Regions from separate parts of the Gadus morhua genome. Here region 1 is linked to region 2. A link is a contact called in public Hi-C data. All regions are on one chromosome and are shown on one strand. Each heading gives the region's core, a stretch centred on a gene start, on an enhancer-like site or on the middle of the called end of the contact. The rest is flanking DNA. Distances are from core to core; before and after follow the strand shown.

Region 1 (4,806 bases), core at 1,711-4,210, 200 kb before region 2:
TTGTTGATGGTACAGACATAAACACTAATGTATTGCCCCAAATGGTTTGTGTGTGTGTGTGTGTGTGTGTGTGTGTGTGTGTGTGTGTGTGTGTGTGTGTGTGTGTGTGGGGGTGCGGTTGCGGGTGTGGGTGAATACCTGTGACAACAATGGAGCAGGTTTACCCCATTAAAGAGACATTGTGGTTGAGCATCAATGAGGTGGATTTACGCCTCATCTCGTTCTTTTCTTTGCTTTCCTGAGCTCGGAATAAAATGTATTTGCAGTTCTGCTCTGGGGATGATAGTGTAAGAAAACACTGTTGTGCATGAGTGGTTTGAAATCAATTAATGCATAAATGCATTCATCCATCCATTTAGCCGCGAGTTCCACCCAGTCAGCCTTCTTAACCAGCGATCACTCAATCAATCCTGTTTTACAACCAGCCCTCTTCCTGCCTGGAAATGGGAGTTCCATCTACAACATGGGATTGTGAATTGCTTCCGTTCCGTCAGATATGCATACTTTCATCCATACAGTTGCTCCAAGGGCGCACTTGTATGAGAGCACACACGCTTGAGCGGTGGATTTAAGACTGTGCTTCCTGTGGTGAAGCTGCTCAGCATACAGCTTGGAGTGGGGGGGGGGGGGGGGGGAGAGATGATTGTCTTTATACCAGGTCACACACTTCATCATTCTCAATAAAACATCCATGTAGACGAAAGAAACAGTACTTGGTTCTGTCATTAACCACTAGGCCCTTCAAGACACACACACACACACACACACACACACACACACACACACACACACACACACACACACACACAAAACATATACAGACACACAAGCTTACAGACAAGCACAGCAACATGCTATAGGAAGTATAGAATAGAGCAGCTCCGCTTTCTCCACATGCCAGAGTGGCCCGCTCACTGTGTAGAAGAGCATAAAGCAGCCCCATTTGCTCTGGAGTATAACATAGCCCTGCCCACTCTGCAATAGATCAGATTTCCTTTGCGTTCCATTGTTAAAAGGCTATGGCCCTTTGACAATAGATGCGATAGACACAATCTTTACGGCCTGAATTTCCATTTGCCTCAAAGGTCAATGTATTAGGATTCGGGCCGGGGGGGTTGGAGGGAGGGGGAGGGCTCACTGAGGCAAAGAGAGGCCTTGATGAATGAGAGGCGAGTTGTGGGCGTGTTTGTGAGTGTCTGTGTTCATGTGTGTATTTAGGAGATTGAACTGAACCATGTGGTTTGTATGCATGTGTGGGTAGGTTTGAAATATGGGAACCTGTGCAGATGGTTCCTCCTTGTTCATTGTGTGTGTGTGTGTGTGTGTCTAAAAGCATGTGTGTGTGTGTGTGTGTGTTTTTGTGTGAAGTGTATAAGTGTGTGTGTGTGTGTGTGTCTGAAAGCATATGTGTGTGTGTGTGTGTGTGTGTGTGTGTGTGTGTGTGTGTGTGCCTTTACATGTGTCTTTGTATGTGTTGTGTTTCTGTATTTCATTTGTGAGCAATGTGTTCTTCTTTGGATTTCCTTGACCCATGCGTGTTCATGGTGAAAGCACTACTCGTGCAAAGCCCAAATAATTCTCTTGTCCCCTCCCAACTGCTTCTTCTACACCCTGACCTCCAACCCGTTCTCAGGCTTCCTAGGCTGCTATCTTTCTGTAATCTCTGCAGTCTTCATTCTGCATTCTATCTTCCTAGTCTCTCTGATCCATAGCTTGTACCTCAACGGTACACAATACCCCCAATTCCCTATTAGGTAGGCCTAACAGGAATTATCGATCGATGCACATACATATTTTCTTGTGCAATTTTTGTCTTTTTGGATATTTGAGCGAGAGAGAGAGAGACAGAGACAGAGACAGAGACAGACATACAGACAGACCAACCGATAGATTTTCTTAACTTTTTACTCCCACATCCCAAATGTATACACATCAAGCAAGATAAATATATAGAGAGAACGAGAGACAGACAGACAGACAGACAGACAGACAGACAGACAGACAGACAGACAGACAGACAGACAGGAAAGAAGATCTCAGCCATCACATGTCCATACCTTGATAGAACGCAAAGCTTGTCAATGGCATGATGAATCCTGTGGTGTGGCTTAGCCGGGGGACTAAAAATGATGAGATGCATCAATCTCTATTACAGCTTGTGTCTGAGTAATGAACATCCAAGGGCAACAGAAATATTGCGCACACACACACACACACACACACACACACACACACACACACACACACACACACACACACACACACACACACACACACACACACACACACACACAGTCTCTTTTTGGTTTTAAGGGTTTACCATCTTTCTGAAAAAAACATTGATTTTATTATTGATGTCTGGTTTACATCTTGTCCTATATCCGATATTGCTCTCATGTGTGTGAGAGTTGATTATTCCATGCATGCAAAGCAACTTTAAAACCCAAGTGCCTTATTCATAGTCAGATGCGGAACAACTCAATTTCGTACACAAAACACGGTGGATTATCCTTCAGTCGATTTCAGACATCGTTTTGTTTGATTCTATTGGTTATCTCTTTTGTCTGTCTGCTCTTCCGTGCTTCTGGATTGGCCAGTGGAGCTCGACGGCTCGGCAATCGCCGTTGGCTCCGCCCCAAAGTACCTGTCGTTCTGTAAGAGGCTGGCAGGGTTTGCTATTGTCCCGCCCATCTCATCACTCTCCACCGGCATTCGGTCCGGCAGTGGGTTCAGCGTTTCGTTCTCATTCAGTATCTGGAGCATGAGTCCGCATTTGGGATGTAACGCCTGGTTCTCGCAGTAGCAACTCGGGTTTACGTCGTGACTTAATATTGTTTAGACGGTTGTAAAAATAAATCGGACCTGAACTGAGGCGTTTGGCGGAGCGTAGTTGAAGCGAGGGAGCGCGTGGCAGAGGGTGAGCTCCGGAGAATCCTGACACTGCACGCACCGAACAGAAATGGCGGAGCACCACACAGCCGGCGATGGCAAGCACAAAGTGTCCACGAATGCCGGGGGCTTAGTCCACGGCAACAGCAGACCCAGCACCATGGGCGGAGGAGGAGGTAAAGGAGGCCTATCCGGTGGTCTGACACAGCCAGCGGGATGGCAATCTTTACTCTCGTTTACCATCCTTTTCCTGGCCTGGGTGGCCGGATTCAGCTCAAGACTTTTCGCAGTGATCCGGTTCGAGAGCATCATCCACGAGTTTGATCCATGGTAAGAAAGCCGGCAAACTCAGCCTTTATTGCTAGGATAATAACATGTTTTGCGAGTATGCTACTTTGGTTTAGCCAGCAATAATGGATGTTGCAGGCATTTAAGTACTAACGTTAAGTTGCTAATACCATCGACAAGGATGATGACCTGAATGACATGATGTCCATCGCCTTGCTTCGCCCGAACACGGAGTTGTTAACGTTAGTTCTCCACTCTTAACTTTCAACTCTTAACTTTCTAAGGAGTTGAACACAAAAGCACTTGGTCGTTTGGGTAAATGCAACTTTTTGATAACTTTGCCAGGCACCCCAATTTAGCTTGTTTAGCTGGAACCCGTTTGGCTGTCCTTCTACAATTTGCAGCCGGTGCAGGAGGCGTGTTTTTATGACAAAGGCGGATTATAATCTGGACATTTAACCCGTTCCAGTCTGCTCTGTCATCGCTATCTAGGATTATTTCCTCTCGGATTTGAGGAATACGAAAAGCCTTCTAGTATTGCTCTGTTTCAGTTTAGTCCCCCCCCCCCCCAATTGTAAAATGCATTACTGCTGATGCATTCATTAATAATTTGCAACGACAGATGCTCAATCTCATTAGTTTTATTTTATGTCAGTTGCACATCGAACAGCATTAAAGATACTTGGACATTCGGGAAAGGATCGAAGGACGAGAGATTTGCATGTTTATGACTATATAGCGCTAGATGACCTCAATGTGCAGCCTTGTGAAGAGTCACACAGATGCTGCTCATGTCAATGGAAGAAGTTCTTCATTGAAGAACATGTTGGCATTATTTCTATTTTGGGGATAAGAAAGGGTAGATTTCCCAATCTAATTTATGTTGCTGATTTAAGTTTGTTGTTATTCTATGACTTTGTTCATCCACCAACATTCAAGCATGCTGGTAGGTCCCAGGAGAGGCTTTGTTTTCAAAGCGTCGTTACAATCACAATCCTGGCCCATCTCTCTTTTGCTTATATGTATGGAGTAGGCCTGTATGTATGGAGTCTGTTGAAGTCTCTTGTCGTGTCCATTTTTTTGTCAGGGAGGAGAGGACCAGATACTGCTTTTCATAAATGCAAAACGGGTGATTCAGAATGAAAGAGAAACTCTCAGATGTTGAGGTATATAATGTTTATTAGATCAAGTGTGGTTAAGTAAGCTAAGTTTCTGTGTGGTTTAAACTGGGATCCTGCAGTCCCACTCGGACCCCAGTGATTATTTTTGTCACAGTCACCGAACTTGCGAATGCTCAAGGCGCCATTATTTGTGACTCATGTCAGCCCATCAAATTATCTGCTAATTAATGACGGGGGAGTGTTGAATTAAACAACCAGGCAGTTTGAATTGGATTGAAACTGGCTTTTTCAAGATTGAAATGTCACCGCCCTGACTTTTTTTCACAAATATTGCAGATGTTTTCACCTGATTTGAGGATGTGTGTCTTGTGTTATTCTCTAGTGGCATGCTTTGTTGCTTTAACTGCTCTGCTCTGTTTAATGAGTAGTAGCACAGAAAATGGGACTCTTTTCTTTTGTGCATAATGGGGAAAAAACAAAGTGTATTGATTTCTGATGTAGGAACAAA
Region 2 (5,448 bases), core at 1,578-4,077:
TTACTTACGACACTCCCAAAACATTTCCCCCCTCGAAGATCCACGATAGATCTTTTTCTTCAGTGCACACGAACAAGTGTCCTACGATATAGTAGGGACTCAAAGTGAAGTAAGCGTAGTTAGCCATGCAAGTGCACAAACTATTCACTACTAGGCAATTCACGACACCTCTAGGACGAACTGCCTTGTTTGCGGTTGGGGAATCAAAAACTGCTACAATAAAGTGAACAGGACAACCAGAATGACCATAAAAAGGCATGTTTATTTCTTTTGTACAGACGCTTAACGATAACGATGCAGCTGCAGGGTGTTGCGTCTCTTCCAGCAGGCGCGACGGGAACCACCGATGGTGAGGTGGAACTTGTGACCCTTGCCCAAGCCGCGGCTCTTCTTGCCTGCGGAGGTCAGGCCACGCATCTCCCTGTGCTTGTGCACGGCCTTTGTGATCCATTGGGTGTCTGGGTTGCGGCGGATGGCCTTGTGGAAGGTGTCGATGAGGATGACCTCGAAGAACTTGTAGGTGGAGTCCTCGCCCACCCAGTAGCTGTTCAGGACCCTCAGGCCGCCACAGTGACGTCCAGCACGCTCCTAGTGGACCAAACATCACACGTTAGCTCCATGCGACAGGACAGTTTGAACAGCGTACACATGAACCTCCATAATACATGGTCCAACTTTAATTTTTCACCATGTTTGTAACAACATTTTTAGAAAGTCTTATTGCTGTATTTAAATCCCCCGAAAATAATGATAGGTCGGATGGTTCAACTGAACTGTTAGTAAAAACGGCACAGGTTATGATAATAAAATACTTTAAACTCTTTCACAATAATTGGAGCTGATTAGTCACATCTTTTGACCAAAGTCAGCCAGAGGTCACAGTAGAGTATATATAGAAAAACATAAGAGATGTCTTAACTGGCCCATGCGCCTGCTCTTGGGACTACATCCATGTCATTTGGCCGGCTACACTACCTTGATTTGACTGTCACACTTCAGACCAGGACTGAATATCAAGCTTTGCATCCCAAGTGTTGCCAATGCACACTTAAATCGAATAGCTCAGTAACAAATCAAATGTTTGTCAATAAAGAAATGTGAAGCTTCAAGGACTAGCTTGATGAACACATCACAGGCCTGGCTCTACACCTAAATGTTTGACCAAAGTGAGATGGGAAGCTATTGATATACTGGATGCAAGTTGAGAGCACTGATCGACAAAACATCATGTGCCAACAAAGTCTAGGACAAGAACAGCCAGTAATACAGAACCGGCCAGTACATTGGGTTTCAGTTGCGATTGTCTGTACTGTCACTTTAGGAGAGGTACTGTAATCTGCAGTTCAGCACAATGACTATTCAAATGTTGAGAGCATTCAGAGTTCATTTCGAACCACTACAAATACAAAGATCAAATGCACCACTAAAACTGGTTTGTTTTCAGGTAGTACAAGGTCCTGCTACCAAAGCAGTGGAGCAGCCATGGACTTTAAAGTCCAGATTTGCAGACCATACCCAGGCATCAAAACCAAAAAACTAAACCCATTCAGTTTCTCACCAACAAATTCCATTACCATCATCCATCAATGACGGCCGGCACCTTCCCACTCAAAACCTTTCGAGGAGTGAATCCCAAAGAGCCTACATTTCTTCCAAGAGATGATCACAAACTCACCTCAGCAACAGACTGCAGACTGCGGGCGAACTTGATCTGGTTGACACCATGATGCACAGGCTTGCCATAGGTGGCACCCTTGGGCACGGGGCGTTTGCGACCACCACGGCGGAGGCGAATACGGTAGATGACGTACCCTAAACAACAACAACAACAAAAGGAGTTGGTATTCACATGGTGAGTTTATTGGTGGTTAGACTTCCATGACCGACCCATGTGGCTTGGGACCTACCCTGCTTGGCCTTGTAGCCCAGTCTACGAGCCTTGTCGGGTCTGGTGGGCCTAGGAGCACGATGGAGGTTGGACAACTGGCGATACTGCCAGCATCTCACACGGAGGAGGAAGCGAAGTACATCAGACTGCTTCTTGCGCCACAACTCCTGCATATACTTATATGCTCCCATCTTGATTTATCTGTGGGAAGATATACATTTTAGAAGACTACACGACATTGTCAAACTGGACCCATTGCAGGCAATTCATCCTTGGAAATAAATGACTAGTGACACTTGGACAATCCCTTGCTCACGTAAATAGCGTTTCTCTTCAAATATAGGCATGCATTAGATACATGTTTACTATTAACTATACTAGTGTGACCAAGTATTAGGCTAGCAATTAATAAATCAGCAATACTAAATGCGAGGTTAGTAAATACAACAGTTCAGATTGAATGTTTAATTGCTTCCGATGAGGGAGTTTCATGCTAAAGCATTTTTATTCACACGCTAACCTTAGCTTGGCTAACAGAATAAACAATTACTCTGCTTCGCTAGATGCATTCGTTAACCACCATATCGTTATATACTCTATGGACATAACAATTCAACCAGGACATGCCAAGCAATAATTTCAGAAAGAAATGCCAAACGTTAACTACAATACAGCAGCTAACCGGACAGCAGGATGAATAGCAAGACAGCCAAGCGCCTATAGTACCCAACAGAACCAGGGCTTTAATCACAGTCTAAAATGACAAAACTTCTAAAATAATTGCAGCATATTGAAAACTGAAGTCTGATAAACGAGTGTACTAAATTTGACAGAACGATGTAGGTCCAATATCGTAGATTTTAATAGATTGTGTTGTATTAAAGCATTGGAAATATAGCTTACATGATGGCGTACCAGCCGGAAAGAGAGAGAAAAAATACCCAGCATGCTTTATGAAAACGTCGGCTGCGTATTTCCGGTTGAAGGATCACGGGAAATGTAGTCCTGGATTTGTTTAGCGTTTCCGGAGATTTAATTTAATTTAGGTTTTGATTCAGAATGGGTTTACTCTAACACGCTGTAACATACTACATTTACACACTATATAATGTCTCTCTATTTTGTAAAACGTATTACTTTTAATACATTGTTAGTCAAAAACACACTTGACACCACCATGCGAAATAGATTAATGTTAAGAGTAGAGCCTGGACTGATAATATTGATTGACAGATGGTGACCTCTTTCTGCTATCTAATTTCAATTAAATTTAGTTCGGACGTGCGTGCAGATTATTCCGTGTTTGCACATGCGCAGTGAGGTACCCGAACTTGCCAATAACAGCGACCCCACACACTGAAGAAAGGATGCTCCAGGTCGAGATGTCTGTGCTGAAATCTGACAGCGTTAACCTGGACTAGGTAGGTAACTGTACTTTACACTTTGACCCGTGTACCATGATTCACTGCTGGCAATGTCAGTAGCGTATGTTTTCGAGGCGTACATAATCGTCTGGATTGAGTAGCTACGTTGCTAAGATTTTATTAGGGTTCGTGTTAAATTTTGCTACCAAATATTGTTACTGCAAAGCTGGTTTGTACAATGTGTCTGATGGTGTGTACTTTACTTTCGGCTTGTAAGCTTACTCTGATATGTTGCCTTGTAGAGTCGAAATGGGGAAGGGCTGTAAAGTTGTTGTCTGCGGCCAGGCTTCTGTTGGAAAGACTGCTATCCTGGAGCAGTTACTGTACGGAAACCACACTGTCGGTGAGTAGGTCACCTAGTTTGGAGGTAAGGGGAAAACCCAACCATTAGATGCTCGATGGCATGGCTTAAAGGGAATGTAGGTCAATAGTTGCACGATATTGTAAGCTATCATTATGTGTAAGAAAGCTCCTCAGTTCCAATGTTTAACATTTAATTATAACCACATGTGAACAGTTCAGTAGGGTCAGAGAGTTATGGGCTGCTGTCAGTTGACAGGTTTGGTTGTTGATGGCTCTTGTTGTTGGCTTTGGTCTGTCAGGGTCTGAAACCAGTGGAACCCAGGAGGATGTGTACGTGGCCTCGGTGGAGACGGACCGCGGGGTGAAGGAACAGCTAAGGCTGTACGACACCCGGGGCCTGCAGGACGAACTGGACCTCCCCAAGCACTACTACCTGGTGGCGGACGGCTTCGTGCTCGTCTACAGCGTGGACAGCCTGGAGTCCTTCAAGAAGGTCGACATACTGAAGAAGGAAATCGACAAGTCCAGAGATAAGAAAGAGGTGGGCACCGTTCCAGTCATTGATAACCGCTATTATCAATGGTTATGTATTTATATACAATGTTGATATTGTGATCTGGAACTAAATATGTATTCCATTGAACAGGACAGGGAAGTCACTACCTGCTGCCCAACAACCTGTTTTTTAATTCAGACTTAAGTCTGTTTAGATAAAAGTGTCTGCTAAATAGTCACATATGATGTGTTCTTTTGATTGATTTAATATATAATTCATGTACAACTTAAATTGTATCTTTCCCTGATCCTTATCTCAATTAAAGATTGGTAATGAAATCATATTCCCTGTTGTTACATAAAGCTTTAACGCTATATTTTAATGTTATCCATAACAAGTGAGCAGGTTTTGGGTCAAAATAAGGGGGCGCTGAATAGTCTCCAGGCTTGGGTGTTTGAAGAGTTCTGGTTTAGCACCCTTATGTCTGCAGTCTACCTGTAGGTTTCCTTGACCAGGATGACCCCTAGCCCCTTACCCCTACCTGCTCCTTACATACCTTTAGATACACTGTTAGATGCTCTGGATGACGTCCAGCGATAATGTTCTAAAACGTCAGATTGATCTCAATCGGTAAGCGCAACACAAGCTACTGCCAAACACTGGTAGGCATGCCAACTTGAGCCACTTCTCCATTCCGCAAGCATCGGCAGACACGATTCAGCATTTCCCCCGACCCCCGTTGTGCTTGTCGTTGTGCTGCCGTGGGCGGCAGTAGCTCAGGAGTTAGAGCGGGTTGGCTGGTAACCGGAAGGTTGCTGGTTCGATCCCCGGCTCCTCCTCCTAGCTGAGTGTCGAGGTGTCCCTGAGCGAGAAACCTAACCCGAACTGCTTTCAGACGAGCTGGCTGTCGCCTTGCACGGTGGACTCCGCCGTCGGTGCGTGAATGGGTGAAAGTCAGGCCATGTTGTAAAGCACTCTGGATAAAAGCGCCATACAAATGCAGTCCACTTACCATGTGCCGCCCGCAGGTGGCGGTCATCGTCCTGGGCAACAAGACGGACCTGCGGGAGCAGCGGCAGGTGGACCCCGAGGCGGCGCAGCAGTGGGCGCGCGGCGAGAAGGTGAAGCTGTGGGAGGTGAGCGTGGCGGAGCGCGGCTCCCTCATCGAGCCCTTCACCACGCTCACCAGCCGCCTCACGCAGCCGCAGAGCAAGTCCGCCTTCCCCCTGCCCGGCCGCAAGAGCAAGGGCACGCCGTCCAACGACCTCTGAACCCCCGGGAACGGCCCCGTCACTCACCCCCCCCACCACCCCCACCCCCACCCCGCCTGGCACTCC

The links. Hi-C and Micro-C count contacts between places; a contact is called where the count stands out from the background.
Region 1: a contact with region 2 is called in a Hi-C map of gonad, with 4 times the contacts expected there. The contact joins the promoter of LOC115535710 here to the promoter of rpl15 in region 2. A contact is called at or near these places in 3 of 6 Hi-C or Micro-C datasets (blood, gonad and heart).

What each region holds. Positions count from the first base shown.
Region 1 is chr22:10,790,971-10,795,776 of gadMor3.0, reverse strand. LOC115535710 (dolichyl-diphosphooligosaccharide--protein glycosyltransferase subunit STT3B) reads left to right here and starts at 2,960. Exons shown (of 16, transcript XM_030347132.1): 1 at 2,960-3,219. The coding sequence starts at 2,960.
Region 2 is chr22:10,592,209-10,597,656 of gadMor3.0, reverse strand. It overlaps rpl15 (ribosomal protein L15), which reads right to left and starts at 2,827. Exons shown (of 4, transcript XM_030346426.1): 1 at 2,792-2,827; 2 at 1,908-2,089; 3 at 1,676-1,812; 4 at 243-588. The coding sequence starts at 2,079. The coding sequence ends at 283. It overlaps nkiras1 (NFKB inhibitor interacting Ras-like 1), which reads left to right and starts at 3,181. Exons shown (of 4, transcript XM_030346428.1): 1 at 3,181-3,309; 2 at 3,555-3,655; 3 at 3,915-4,156; 4 at 5,140-5,448. The coding sequence starts at 3,562. The coding sequence ends at 5,382.